Linked DNA regions of Sus scrofa: region 2 is linked to region 1. Evidence: chromatin contacts called from public Hi-C data. All regions are on one chromosome and are shown on one strand. The core of a region is the stretch at or near the end of the contact, and the rest is flanking DNA. Distances in the headings are between cores, read along the strand shown. Region 1 overlaps RAD9B (cell cycle checkpoint control protein RAD9B). Region 2 overlaps TCTN1 (tectonic-1).

The links. A called contact is a pair of places that touch in the nucleus more often than the background predicts.
Region 2: a contact with region 1 is called in a Hi-C map of alveolar macrophages, with 4 times the contacts expected there. The contact joins two enhancer-like sites. A contact is called at or near these places in 3 of 5 promoter capture datasets (fetal liver and liver), 31 of 47 Hi-C or Micro-C datasets (adipocytes, adipose tissue, alveolar macrophages and 16 more) and 2 of 2 datasets of contacts at active chromatin or transcription factors (alveolar macrophages and skeletal muscle).

What each region holds. Positions count from the first base shown.
Region 1 is chr14:31,874,353-31,880,826 of Sscrofa11.1, forward strand. The region is part of intron 4 of RAD9B (cell cycle checkpoint control protein RAD9B); the gene reads left to right. Among named protein-coding and RNA genes, the nearest start is that of VPS29, 8.0 kb to the left of the region's middle. Within about 2 kb of position 3,704, at least 12 of the 83 cell types and tissues checked have an H3K27ac peak or open chromatin away from gene starts, as enhancers often do. A contact at or near this core is called in alveolar macrophages, where this site is marked.
Region 2 is chr14:31,966,158-31,972,756 of Sscrofa11.1, forward strand. All of the region lies in intron 1 of TCTN1 (tectonic-1), which reads left to right. Among named protein-coding and RNA genes, the nearest start is that of TCTN1, 15 kb to the left of the region's middle. Within about 2 kb of position 5,199, at least 3 of the 83 cell types and tissues checked have an H3K27ac peak or open chromatin away from gene starts, as enhancers often do. A contact at or near this core is called in alveolar macrophages, where this site is marked.

The DNA of each region.
Region 1 (6,474 bases), core at 2,454-4,953:
CCCATCGTATTATTGGTTAGAATTTGTAGGAGTTCCCATTGTGGCTCAGTGGAAACGAATCTGATTAGGAACCATGAGGTTGAGGGTTCAATCCATGGCCTTTCTCAGTGGGTTCAGGATCTGGTGTTGCCATGAGCTGTGGTGTAGGTTATAGATGCGGCTCAGATCTGACATTGCAGTGGCTGTGGCGTAGGCGGGTGGCTACAGCTCCAATAGATCCCTAGCCTGGGAACCTCCATATGCCTCAGGTGTGGCCCTAAAAAACAAAAAGAGAGAAAAAAAAAGCATTTGTGTAGTTTTGTGGTGAGGCAGTTGTATTATCTTACTTGTCTCTGTAGAAGTAGTGTGAGTGGTTGATATTAATTATTTCCTTTTTTGGCCTGTTAATGATACAAACTTTGCCTGAATATAGACTGATATATTTATTTATTTATTATTATTTTGCTTTTTAGGGCCACACCTGCAGCATATGGAGGTTCTCAGGCTAAGGGTCTAATTGGAGCTAGAGCTGCTGGCCTATGTTATGGCCATAGCAACTCAGGATCCAAGCTGTTTCTGCGACCTACATCACAGCTCACAGCAGTGCTGGATCCTTAACCCACTGAGTGAGGCCAGGGATCAAACCCCCAACCTCATGGTTCTAGTTGGATTCTTTTCCACTGTGCCACGATGGGAACTCCCAGACTGATTTTTTTTTTTTTTTTTTTTTTTTTTTGTCTTTTTGCCATTTCTTTGGGCCGCTCCCACAGCATATGGAGGTTCCCAGGCTAGGGGTCGAATCAGAGCTGTAGCCGCCGGCCTATGCCACAGCCACAGCAACGCGGGATCCAAGCTGCGTCTGCAACCTACACCACAGCTCACGGCAACACTGGATCGTTAACCCACTGAGAGAGGCCAGGGACCGAACCCACAACCTCATGGTTCCTAGTCGGATTCGTTCACCACTGTGCCACAACGGGAACTCCCCCAGACTGATTTTTTAAAATGTCCATCTGAATTCAAAAGATTGTTCTGAAACTAACTGGCTACTTGTTGACATTTTGTACAAGTGCCTTGGTAACAGTGTTCCTTGGTAAAAACAGAAAAGAATAATGCCTACCTGGATTGAAAGTGCTCAAGAAGGCAAATAGTATTTTCTTTAGGGCTGAAAGAGGCATGGTAAATGGCCCAAGGACACAGAACTAGCAGGTCACAGAGCCTGGATTTGAGTCCAACCCCACAGTAGTAGAAGCCAAAACCTTCACTCATTCTCTCTGCTACACCAAGTTGTAAAAGTGACTTTCTGCCTCCAGCCTTGCATGGTAGATATTCAAATGTTGCAGTCATATAATATTTTACATGATTAAATATGTATAGCATGGTGGTTAAGACCGTGATCTCTGGAGATCACAAGGTCTGGGATAGAATCCTGCTCTGCCCCTTCCTTGCTGAGACATTGGGAAAATTATTTTATATCTTTGTGCCTCACTTTCCCAATATGTAAAATGGGGACAATGATAGTACTAGGATCATAGGTTTTTTTGTTTGTTTGTTTTCCTTTTTTTTGGCTGAACCAGCGACATGTGGAAGTTGCCGGACCAGAGGTCAAACCTGTGCCACGGCAGCATCCCAGGCCGCTGCAGTGACAGCACTGGATCCTTAACTACTAGGCCACCAGGGAATTCCTGGGGTTTTTGTGAAGATTCAATGAGTTATAAGAAGTTAAGTTCTAAAGTGATTAAAAGAATTCCTGGCTTATTCTCTGTAAGAGTTAGTACTAGTTATATTATTAATGATTGCTACTATTTTATTTGAAGTTACCAGGTAGGATTGTATGTTTTTAAGATTCTTGTACTTGTGATATTGGTCCAGATTTTTTGTAGTAGAATGGTCTTCTGGAAGGTTATATTAGTGTTACTATTTATCTTATATTTCTTAATTTTGTTTTACATTTAATATTTTAATTTAAACTCATATTTACATTATGTTCCTTAATTTCCCCCTGTAAAATATCAATTATTATAACATTATTTTTTTCCTTCTTCGAACTTCACATGTAGTAGCAGAATCATGTAAAGAGCACAATTAAAAGCACAGCAAGGGAGTTCCCGTCGTGGCTCAGTGGTTAACGAATCCGACTAGGAACCATGAGGTTGCGGGTTCGGTCCCTGCCCTTGCTCAGTGGGTTAACGATCCGGCGTTGCCGTGAGCTGTGATGTAGGTTGCAGATGCGGCTCGGATCCTGCGTTGCTGTGGCTCTGGTGTAGGCCAGTGGCTACAGCTCCGATTCGACCCCTAGCCTGGGAACCTCCATATGCCATGGGAGCGGCCCAAAGAAATAGCAAAAAGACAAAAAAAAAAAAAAGCACAGCATCCAGCATTGTCACTGCTGTGGGTCTGGTTACTGCTTTGACATGGATTTGATCCCTGTCCCAGAAACTTCTGCATGCTTCAAGCGAGGCCATTTAAAAAAAAAAAAAAGCATAGCAGCAGGGGAGGGAGGATAGAGGAATAAATTAGGAGTTTGGGATTGAAATATATACACTACTATCTATAAAATATGTAACCAACAAGGAACTACTATATAGCTCAAGGAACTATCCTTAATATCTAGGTTATTATCTATAATGGAAAATAATCTAAAAAAGAATGTATATACAAGGAGTTCCCACAGTGGCGCAGTGGATTAGGTCACTGCTGAGGCATGGGTTTGATCTCTTGTCCAGCACAATAGGTTAAGGATCTGACATTGCCACAGCTGTAGCATAGGTCGCAGCTGTGGTTCAGATTTGATTCCTCGCTAGGGACCTTCCATATCCCATGGCTGAAGCAAAAAAAAAAAAAGTAAAATGAATAAATAAATTAAGGAGTTCCCATCGTGGCTCATCAATAATGAACCTGACTGGTACCCATGAGGATGCAGGTTGGATCACTGGCCTTGCTCAGTGGGTTAAGGATCCGGTGTTGCTGTGAGCTGTGGTGTGGGTCACAGATGCAGCTTGGATCCTGAGTTACTGTGCCATAGGCCGGTAACTGTAGCTCTGATTCAACCGCTAGCCTGGGAACTTCCATATGCCACATATGTGGCACTAAATAGACAAATAAATAAAAATAAAATAGAAAAGAATATATATAACTGAATCACTTTACTGTACACTTGAAACTAACAACATTGTAAGTCAACTATATTTCAATAAAAATTTTTTAAAAAAGCACAGCGAGCTTTGGCATCGTGCAGATAAGGACGTGGCTTCTCCTATACTTATTAGCTTTGTGACAGTACATAACCACTCTGAACCTTCATTTTCTTGTCTGTGAAATGGGGATAATCCTACCTACCCTCAGATTCCCGGGTTGTTGTGAGGACAAAGTGAGATCACATGTGTAAAGCACATAGCATGGTGCCTGACACAAAAGGTGAACTAAATTGTAACTACTGTTATTACAATTATCCTCATCCTTTATTTCCAGTTAGATTTCAAACAGCCAGTTTTTCCACTTAAGTATGTCTCAAGTGGCTTGTTTACAGTAATATCCAATATACATTTGTGATTGGTTGATTTTTTTAATAGCTTTTGTAGGGAAGTTGTTGTGTTAGAATGCTCTAAGTTACAAGTAACAGAAAAAAAAAAAAATCCAACTCAAACTGCCTTAAACAATAAGGAGGGATATTGGCTCATGTAAAGGAAAAGTTCAAAATGAGGTCATAGGCGTGGTTTGATCCAGACTGCAGCAGCTGCTTCTCTTCCTTCTGTTTCAAATTCTCTCAGCTCTCCTGTCCTCCATGTGATTTATACTAAGGCCAGCTTCTTTTATAAACTTTTAATAATATGGTGACTTCCAGCAGCAGCAGCTTGGGCTGCCATGCTTGCTCTTTCACATCCAGGGGGAGAGCCTTACCTCATATATGCATTGAACAAAAGTGCTTGACTTTGCTCTGACTGGACAAACCTAAACTAATCCTAGGGGGCTAGGGGAATTCCATTCTCTAACTGCCCTGGCTTCTTGCCATATCTGGACCAAATTCAATTGTGGGGCGGTGGGGGGGGGCAGATAAGATTACATCAATTGATTTATAGCAACAAGGGCCCACAAGTGATGCTGAAAGTGAAATCAGCCCCACCCAGACCTCATGGCTACTACACAACCAGGAAGGATGGCTCAGGAAGGAAAGGGGAAGTAGGGGGTGCATGCTGCTACAGTCATTGGGATAAATAGTTATACTTTCCAAAACTTTAGAAGCTCAGAAAATTATGTTTGCAATTTTATATTAATAATCTGGTGGAGAAACATTGTTCAAATGTAATTGAGAAAAATCACCTGGGTTGGTGTTCCTGCTGTGGCGCAATGGGATCATCGGCCTCTTGGGAGTGATGGGACACAGGTTCAATCCCTGACCCAGCACAGTGGGTTAAAGATCCATCATTGCTGCAGCTGCGGCTTAGGTTGCAACCATGGCTCAGATCTGATCCCTGGCCCAAGGAACACCATATGCAGTGGGGCGGCCAAAAATGAAAAAAAAAAAAGAAAAACAAAAAACACCTGGGCAGAGATATCCACTAAACTGCTGCAAATATACATTTGAAACTCGGGAAGAAATTTAGGACAATGAAGTAAATTTGGCTCTCTTCACTGATGGAAAACAATTGAAAAAACATGACCTACTAAAAAAGGATTAACTTCTCAGAGTCTAATCATAAATGGTTTCTGGAACAGTGATTTCTTAAATTATTTAGCATCTGCTATTAGAAAAAAAAAGATGTTTTATATCCTCAAGAACCAAGATTCATCCGAAATATTTACTGCCTAGCAATTATTCTATCAATTCTCTGTATTTGCATTTGCACTGGCCCCACAGTGGCTGAAAATGAATCAGTGAGTTGTCCCTGAAGAACATGCTCTGATCCAAAGCACACATGCTAATGCATTCTGTCCTGCTCAAGGACAGGTTCCCAACAGAGAGGGACTTCCATCAGATGGATGCCCTGGCTATTTATTGAGTGAACAGAAGTCTGATTTATACATTATATTAATGACATATGTCAAGAGGACAGGATTGCTGGAGTTCCCGTCGTGGCTCCCGTCGTGAATCCAGCTAGGACCCATGAGGTTTCAGATTTGATCCCTGGCTTCGCTCAGTGGGTTAAGGATCTGGCGTTGAGGTGAGCTGTGGTGTAGGCCGGTGGCTACAGCTCCAATTAGACTCCTAGCCTGGGAACCTCCATGTGCCACGGTACGGCCCTAGAAAAGACAAAAAAAAAAAAAAAGGACAGGATTCCTACTTCAAGGTTTTGAGGTTTTGTAAAAAGGCATTCTGCAGATGTGCTAATGACTTTAAACTCTCAAAACAGTGAATTTAAAGGCATTGAGAAACATTTGAATAACATAATTTGAGTAACTGATCTAAGAAAACATTTGTACAGTTTATATCAGAGAATGTTTGGCCTACAGTAAGCATTCTCTTTACTTAATCTGTTTTTTGTTTTTGTTGTTGTTTGGCCACACCTGCAGCATGTGGAAGTTCCCAGGACTGGGATCAAATCTCTGTCACAGCAGCAACCTGGTGCTGCAGTGACAACACCAGATCCTTAACCTATTGTGCCACAGGGGGCCTCCCTACTTCCTATTTTCTTATTGTTTGTCTCCCCTCACTAGAATGTAAGCTCTGTGAGGTTGGAGATTTTTGTCTGATTTGTTCTTCGCTAGTCCACAGCTCCAAAAGTAGTCCCTGTATGGTAGGTTACAGAAAAATACTTATAAATTATTTGCAGGCCCTCCCTTTGAAAGCTGAAGTACTTCCCCAACTCTCAGCTGGACTTGGACTTGCTTTGATATCAATAGAATGCATTAGAAGTGATATTATGTGGGTTCCAAGCCTAGGCCTCCAGAGACCTGTCAGTAGTTCCTGTTGTAGCTCAGCAGGTTAAGAACCCGACTAGTATCCATGAGGATGAGGGTTCGATCCCTGGCCTCTTTCAGTAGGTTAAGGATCCAGTGTTGCTGCAGGCTGCAGCATAGGTACAGATGTGGCTCGGATCCAGTGTTGCTATGGCTGTGGCATAGGCTGGCAACTGTAGCTCCAGTTTGACCCCTATCCCAGGAACTTCCATATGCCCCAAGTATGTCCCTAAAAAGCAGGAAAAAAAAAGAAAAGTATGTCAGCTTCTACTCTTAAACTAAGAATGTTTCCATCGGCCTGAAAATAAGCACAGCAAAGTGTAGACTCCTGGAAGATTGCAGACCAGGTGGTGAAAGGCCCCAGCCATCCTGCTGTTCCGGTTGTCCCAACTTTGAGGCCCCAGATGTGAAAGTGAGGCCATTCAAAATGATCCAGCCACAGTTAAGCCAGCCTTCACCAGAGGAGCCACTCAATCGTGAGAAATAACAAATGTTTGTTATTTTGAACCACTAAATTTTTGATGTGGTTTGTTATCCAGCAAAAGCCAGCTGATCAGCCTTGTACACAGCAAGTGCTCAGTAAATATTTATGAAAAT
Region 2 (6,599 bases), core at 3,949-6,448, 93 kb after region 1:
GAATGTGTGCTCTTAACCATTTCAGTATACTACATCTCTATGCCTGATATAGAAAATGTTTGCAGGAAACATATAGAAACAGTGGGAATGGAACCCACGCAGATATCTCTGCTCTCTCCTGAAACACTACTAAAATGATAAAAAGAGAATCTGAAAGGTCTGAACCCAAAGAGAACAAGAGAGAACATGCTCATAAAAGATGTCAAATTCTTTCTGGAAGATAGGAGGCAGATAAATGCTGAGCTGAGTGGAGAAACCCTAGGTCTAAAGAAGGGGATGCCAGTGAGAAGTAAACTGGTTGGAGCTGCTGAACTCCAGAAAGGCTCAGAAATTGAGATCCCAGGTACCCGGGAGAGAAGGGGATTGAAGACATAATTATTGGACATATATACTAGGAGCTGTTAACCCCGCAGTCCCCTCCTTTGACTCCTTGCCCCAATCCCTGCACAGAGGATGCTTTGGAGAACTTGAAACCTGGCAACTCTTGGTTTAGAGATAGCACTCAGAGAAAAGGGTGGAAGTGAGGCAACATGCTAAAAACAGAGGGATTATACGGAAGTGTGCAACTAAAAAAAATCTTTTAAAAATAATCGTATGTTTGTTGGTAGTATTGATACTGTTATTCTGAGATTTAGCACTCTGCTAAGTGTATTTTGGGACAAAGCAAATAATAAATATGTTGGAGTTTTGAGAACCAAGCTTTATGGTGTGGGAGGAAGGATATACATATATAAGATCATTATGGTTAAGTAAAACCCCTCTTGTCTTTTTTTTTAAGTATAGTTGATTTACAGTGTTGTGCCAATTTCTGCTGTGACTCAGTCATATATATATATATATATATATATATATATATATATACATTCTTTTAAAAATATTATTTTCTGTCATGGTCTATCCCAGGAGATTGGATGTAGTTCCCCTATGCTATACAGTAAGATCTTATTGTCTATCCATTCTAAATGTGATAGTGGAACCCTTCTAGTCTTGATTTTAGTTGGAAATATCAGTATGATAGATTTTATCAGAGAGGTTAAATAACTTGCTCAAGGTCACCCAGCTGAGTTAACAAGAATAACTCAGGCTGGTCTTGCTCCATAGTTTGTGATGATCAATCTTCTTGGTGGGTCAGGGCCAGAGGGCCTCCTGAAGGAGATGAGATTTGAATAATAAGTAGGAACAATAAATGGACTTCTCTTTACCATGACCCAGGAATCCTGGACTGATCTGGAAGGAGTTTGTTTCTGAAATGTCAAAACCCAGGGCCAGCCTCTAAATCATGGCAACCAGTGACTAACAGAAGTAACGTGGATAGCAACTGATCTCCCTCAATGCCAACCCTTTAATAACTTTCAAGAACAGTGAGATGTACTTTCATTAACTCCTCAAAGTAAACACTTCTTCGAGTACAACCATAGAAGAATGCATAATTTATTTGAGTCTAATTTTTTTTCAACTTGAAAAATGTCCACAAGGTGTAACATTTACTTTCTGGAATTCCTGTTGTGGCTCAGTGGGTTAAGAAGGACTAGTATCCATGAGGATACCGGTTTAATTCCTGGCCTTGCTCAGTAGGTTAAGGATCCAGCATTGCAGTGAGCTGTGGCGTTGGTCACAGATGCGGCTCAGATCTGGTTGCTGTGGCTGTGGTGCAGGCTGGCAGCTGCATCTCTGATTTGACCCCTATCTCGGGAACTTCCATATGCCCACAGGTGTGGCCCTAAAAAGCAAAAGAAGGAAAAAAAAAGAAAAAGAAAAAATTTACTTTTAAGTCTAGTTTGATGTTGAGTAGGCTGGCAGGACAAAGGACTTTTGTCCTGTTTTCCAAATGCTCCCCCTCATGGAACACGTGGATGATATGATTAAGAGAGGGGACATATGTTTTTAAATTTGTTTTATTGTTGGGCTTATTTAATTTAAAAATTAGTTATGGAGTTCTCACTGTGGTGCAATGGGATTGGCAGTGTCTTAGGAGCGCTGGGACTCAGGTTCAGTGGGTTAAGGATCTGGTGTTTCACAGCTGTGGCTTAGGTCGAGAGTGCAGCTCAGATCTGACCCCTGGCCCAGGAACTCCATATGCCATGGGGTGGCCAAAAATGGAAAAAATGGGGAAAAAAAAGTAATGCATGCAAAATAGATTGAAGATTGACTTTTCTTCTCTCTTCCTTCCTGGAAACTGTTATATTTACCAGCTTCTTATGTCTTGCAGAAAACATTTTAAAAGGGAATTTTTAGGTTGATTCATGTTAAGAGGGGGCAGAAATTAAAATATGACTGACCCTTTATTATCCCACTGTAGTAAGCAACTGCCCTCTGAGGGAGAACCTGCAGCTGGATTTTATTTGGACAGACTTTGATTATTTGTTTTAAGAGGCTCACAAGTGATCTGTATTAAAAAGTCTTTGAGGAGTTCCTGTCGTGGCGCAGTGGTTAATGAATATGACTAGGAACCATGAGGTTCCGGGTTCGGTCCCTGCCCTTGCTCAGTGGGTTAACGATCCGGCGTTGCCGTGAGCTGTGGTGTAGGTTGCAGGTGCGGCTTGGGTCCCGCATTGCTGTGGCTCTGGCGTAGGCTGGTGGCTACAGCTCCGATTGGACCCCTAGCCTGGGAACCTCCATATGCCGCGGGAGCGGCCCAAAGAAATAGCAAAAAGACAAAAAAAAAAAAAAGTCTTTGAGTCTTTGTCCAAACAAACCTAATTAAACTTCATCATTTCTAATCAGACGATCTTTTTTTTTGCCCCTAATCAATTGATAATAATGTAGATATGGGGATTCTGGGGGTTTGGATTTAGGGTTAGTTCCATCCAGACTTTTCATAACTATGGCCGCAATAATTCCGATGTCTCCAGGACATTCTAATTTTTAAATTGTCTTCATAACTACATACACACTTGTCAGACCATGGGTTCCGATATGGGGCTTGAAAAACATGCTTTAACAGTGTGAGGCTGGTGCTTTTGACATAGGTTTACCCAATCTTGTATTTGCTTTTCTCTGGTCTCCACATTCTTGACAACAAATTTGGATGAACAAAAGGTCAAACAGGCAGTGGCAGAAATACCTGACCCCATGGCAAGGGCAAAGCAAAGCTGGTTTAGGTCTCAAGAATTCACTCACAGGCTTTCAGGAAAGGGTGAGTGAAAACGGAACTACCTGCAGACCCAACACGAAGGATGAAAACATGTTACAAGCCGGAAACAGAAATAGAAGTGGGGAAGAGAGAGCAGTGCCCCTCAACTCACTTTCATTTTCTGAGGCTCTCTGTTTACAAAAAATGAATTTATTTCTTCATTTACTATTTAACAAATATTTGGGGTACCCCAAGGTTAAAATGCTATGTACATGTGCCATTCCAAGATGAATGAACCTATTAAAAGCCAACTAACACAAGTGCAATGAGATGCCACCACACAATTATTTGAATAGCTAAAAATGGAAATAAAACAAAACTGACCACACCAAGTTTTCATGAGTGTGGGGAGCAGCTGCAAATCTCACACATTGTTGGTGGGAATGCACAATGTGCAGCTGCCACTTTAGGGGAAAGTTGAGCAGTGTCTTGTAAAATTAAATACCACACAACCCAGAAATCTCACCCCTAGGTATGTACCCAAGAGAAATGAAAATCACACAAAATCTCGATGTGAATGTTTATAGTGGCTTTATTTGTAATTGCCCAAAACTGGAAAAGCTCAAATTCTTTCAACTGGTGAATGAATAAAGGAATTGTGGTATAACCTTTAGAGGATACTTATTAGCAATAAAAAGGAGTGGATTGAAACTCCCAAATGTATGGCCAAATTATTATTATTATTATTTTTTTTTTTTTTTGTCTTTTTGCTGTTTCTTGGGCCGCTCCCGCGGCATATGGAGGTTCCCAGGCTAGGGGTCCAATCGGAGCTGTAGCCACCAGCCTACGCCAGAGCCACAGCAACACGGGATCCGAGCCACATCTGCGACCTACACCACAGCTCACGGCAACGCCGGATCGTTAACCCACTGAGCAAGGGCAGGGACCGAACCTGCAACCTCATGGTTCCTAGTCGGATTCGTTAACCACTGCACCATGACGGGAACTCCCGGCCAAATTATTTTTAACAATGGTGTTAGGACTGAGTGATGGGGGAAAGGACAGTCTCTTCAACAAATGGTGTTGGGAAAACTGGATATCCATATGCTAAAAGGATGAAGTTAGGAGTTCCCATTGTGGCTCAGTGGGTTGAAAACCCGATAATAGTGTCTGTGAAGATGCAGTTTCAATGCCCAGCCTCCCTCAGTGGATTAAGGATCCAGTGTTGCCAGTAGCTGCAGGGTAGGTCACAGATGCAGCTTGCATCCAGCATTGCTGTGGTTGTGGCATGGACTGGCAGCTGCACCTCTAGCCTGGGAACTTACATATATCACACGTGCAGCCCTGAAAACAAAACAAAACAAAAAACTTTGACATTAGACCCTTACCTAAAATATTAACTCAAAATAGATTAAAACTATTAAACTACATAGCAGAAAACATAGGAGAAAAGTTTTAGGACATTGGTTTTGGCAGTGATTTTCTGGATATAGCATCAAAAGCACAGGCAACAAAAGAAAAAGTAGACAAATGGGACCACACCAAACTTAAAAACTGCTGTATGTCAAAAGGAGCAATCAACAGAATGAAAAGTCAAAACCTATGGCATGGCATGGTAGAAAATAATGCAAATTATATATCCAATGAGGGGTTAATATCCAGAATGTATAATGAACTTCTGCATCTCAATCACAATAATAAAAATCCAATTCAGGGCAAAAAACCTGAATAGACATTTCTCCAAAGAAGATATACAAGTCTCCAATGAGCACAGGAAAGATGCTCGATATTACTAATTATTATCAAAATGTAAATCAAGGAGTTCCCGTCATGGTGCAGCAGAAATGAATCCAACTAGGAACCATGTGGTTGTGGGTTCGATCCCTGGCCTCACTCAGCGGGTTAAGGATCTGGCGTGGCTGTGGCTGTGGTGTAGGCCGGCAGCTACATCTCAGATTAGACCCCTCTCCTGGGAACCTCCATATGCCGAGGGTTCGGCCCTAAAAGGACAAGAGACAAAGAAAAAAAATTGCAAATCAAAACCACAATGAAACATCACTCCACACTCCTCAGGATGTGTTGCACAACAATGTGAAAATACTTAACACTGCTGAACTGTACACTTAAAAATGAATAAGATGGGAGTTTGCATTGTGGTGCAATGGGTTAAGAACCTGACTGCAGCAGCTCTGGTCACTGTGGATTTGTGCATTTGATCTTGGGCATGGTACAGTGTAATAAAGGACTGAAATTGCCACAGCAAGTACATCATAGGTTGCTGCTGTGGCTCAAATTCAGTCCCTGGCCCAGGAATCTCCATATGCCACAGGTGTGGCCATTAAAAAAAAAAAGATTAAGATAGTAAATTCAATGTTATGTGGATTTTTTTTACCATAATAATAATAAATAAATAAACAGACTGTCTGCACATGCAATGTGGATAAATTCAAAGGCGTTAGGTTAAATGAAAGCAGTCAGGCTCAAAAGGCTACATATCCATTGATGTGATATTCTGGAAAAGGGAAAAACCACAGGGACAGGAAATAGGTATATCATTGTCTTCCTGGGCTGGAGCAGTAGGAGGGGCTGATTGGAAACGGGCATGGGGGAACTTTTATGGGTGATAAAATTTTTCTGTATCTTGATAGTGGTTGTGCTTACATGACTGTATGTGTTAAACTCATAAAATTGCATACCAAAAAACTGTGCATTGATGCATGAAAAACCTGCATATCAAAAACTGTATACAAAAATTAATACTGCATATAAATTATCTCTCAATAAAACTGACTAAAAAGGAGTTATCTTGTGGTGCAGCAGATTAAGGATCTAGCATTGCCACTGCAGTGGCTTCGGTCATTGCTATGGTGTTGGTTTGATACCTGGCCCAGGAACTGCCACATGCTGCCAGAGAGGGAAAACAAAAACAAAACAGCAAAATAAGAAAAACTAACTAAAAAGAAATGTGGGGTAAATGTGACAAAATGATTTTGGTGACGTGCACAGTGGTCTTTTTGTGCCTTTTATTGTGATTGTAATACTGCAATCGGAATTTTTTCTTTTCTTTTCTTTTTAGGGCTGCACTCTTGGCATATGGAAGTTCTCAGGCAAGGGGTCAAATCAGAGCTATAGCTGCTGGCCTATGCCACAGCCACTGCAACACCAGATCCGAGTCCTGTCTGTGACCTATACCATAGCTCACGGCAACGCTGGATCCTTAATCCACTGAGTGAAGCCAGGGATCGAACCTGCATCCTCATGGATAGTAGTTGGGTTTCTTACTGCTGAGCCAAGAGGGGAACTCCTGAAAATAATTTTTCAAATGATTCTTAGGAGTTCCCTGTGGCTCAGCAGTAACAAACCTAACTAGTATCCATAAGGTCATGGGTCCGATCCCTGACCTTGCTCAGTGAGTTAAGGATCAGGCTTTGCTGAGAACTGAGGTTTAGGTCACAGATGAGGCTCAGATCTAGCATTGCTGTGGCTGTGGCGTAGGCTGGCAGCTGTAGCTCTGATTTGACCCCTA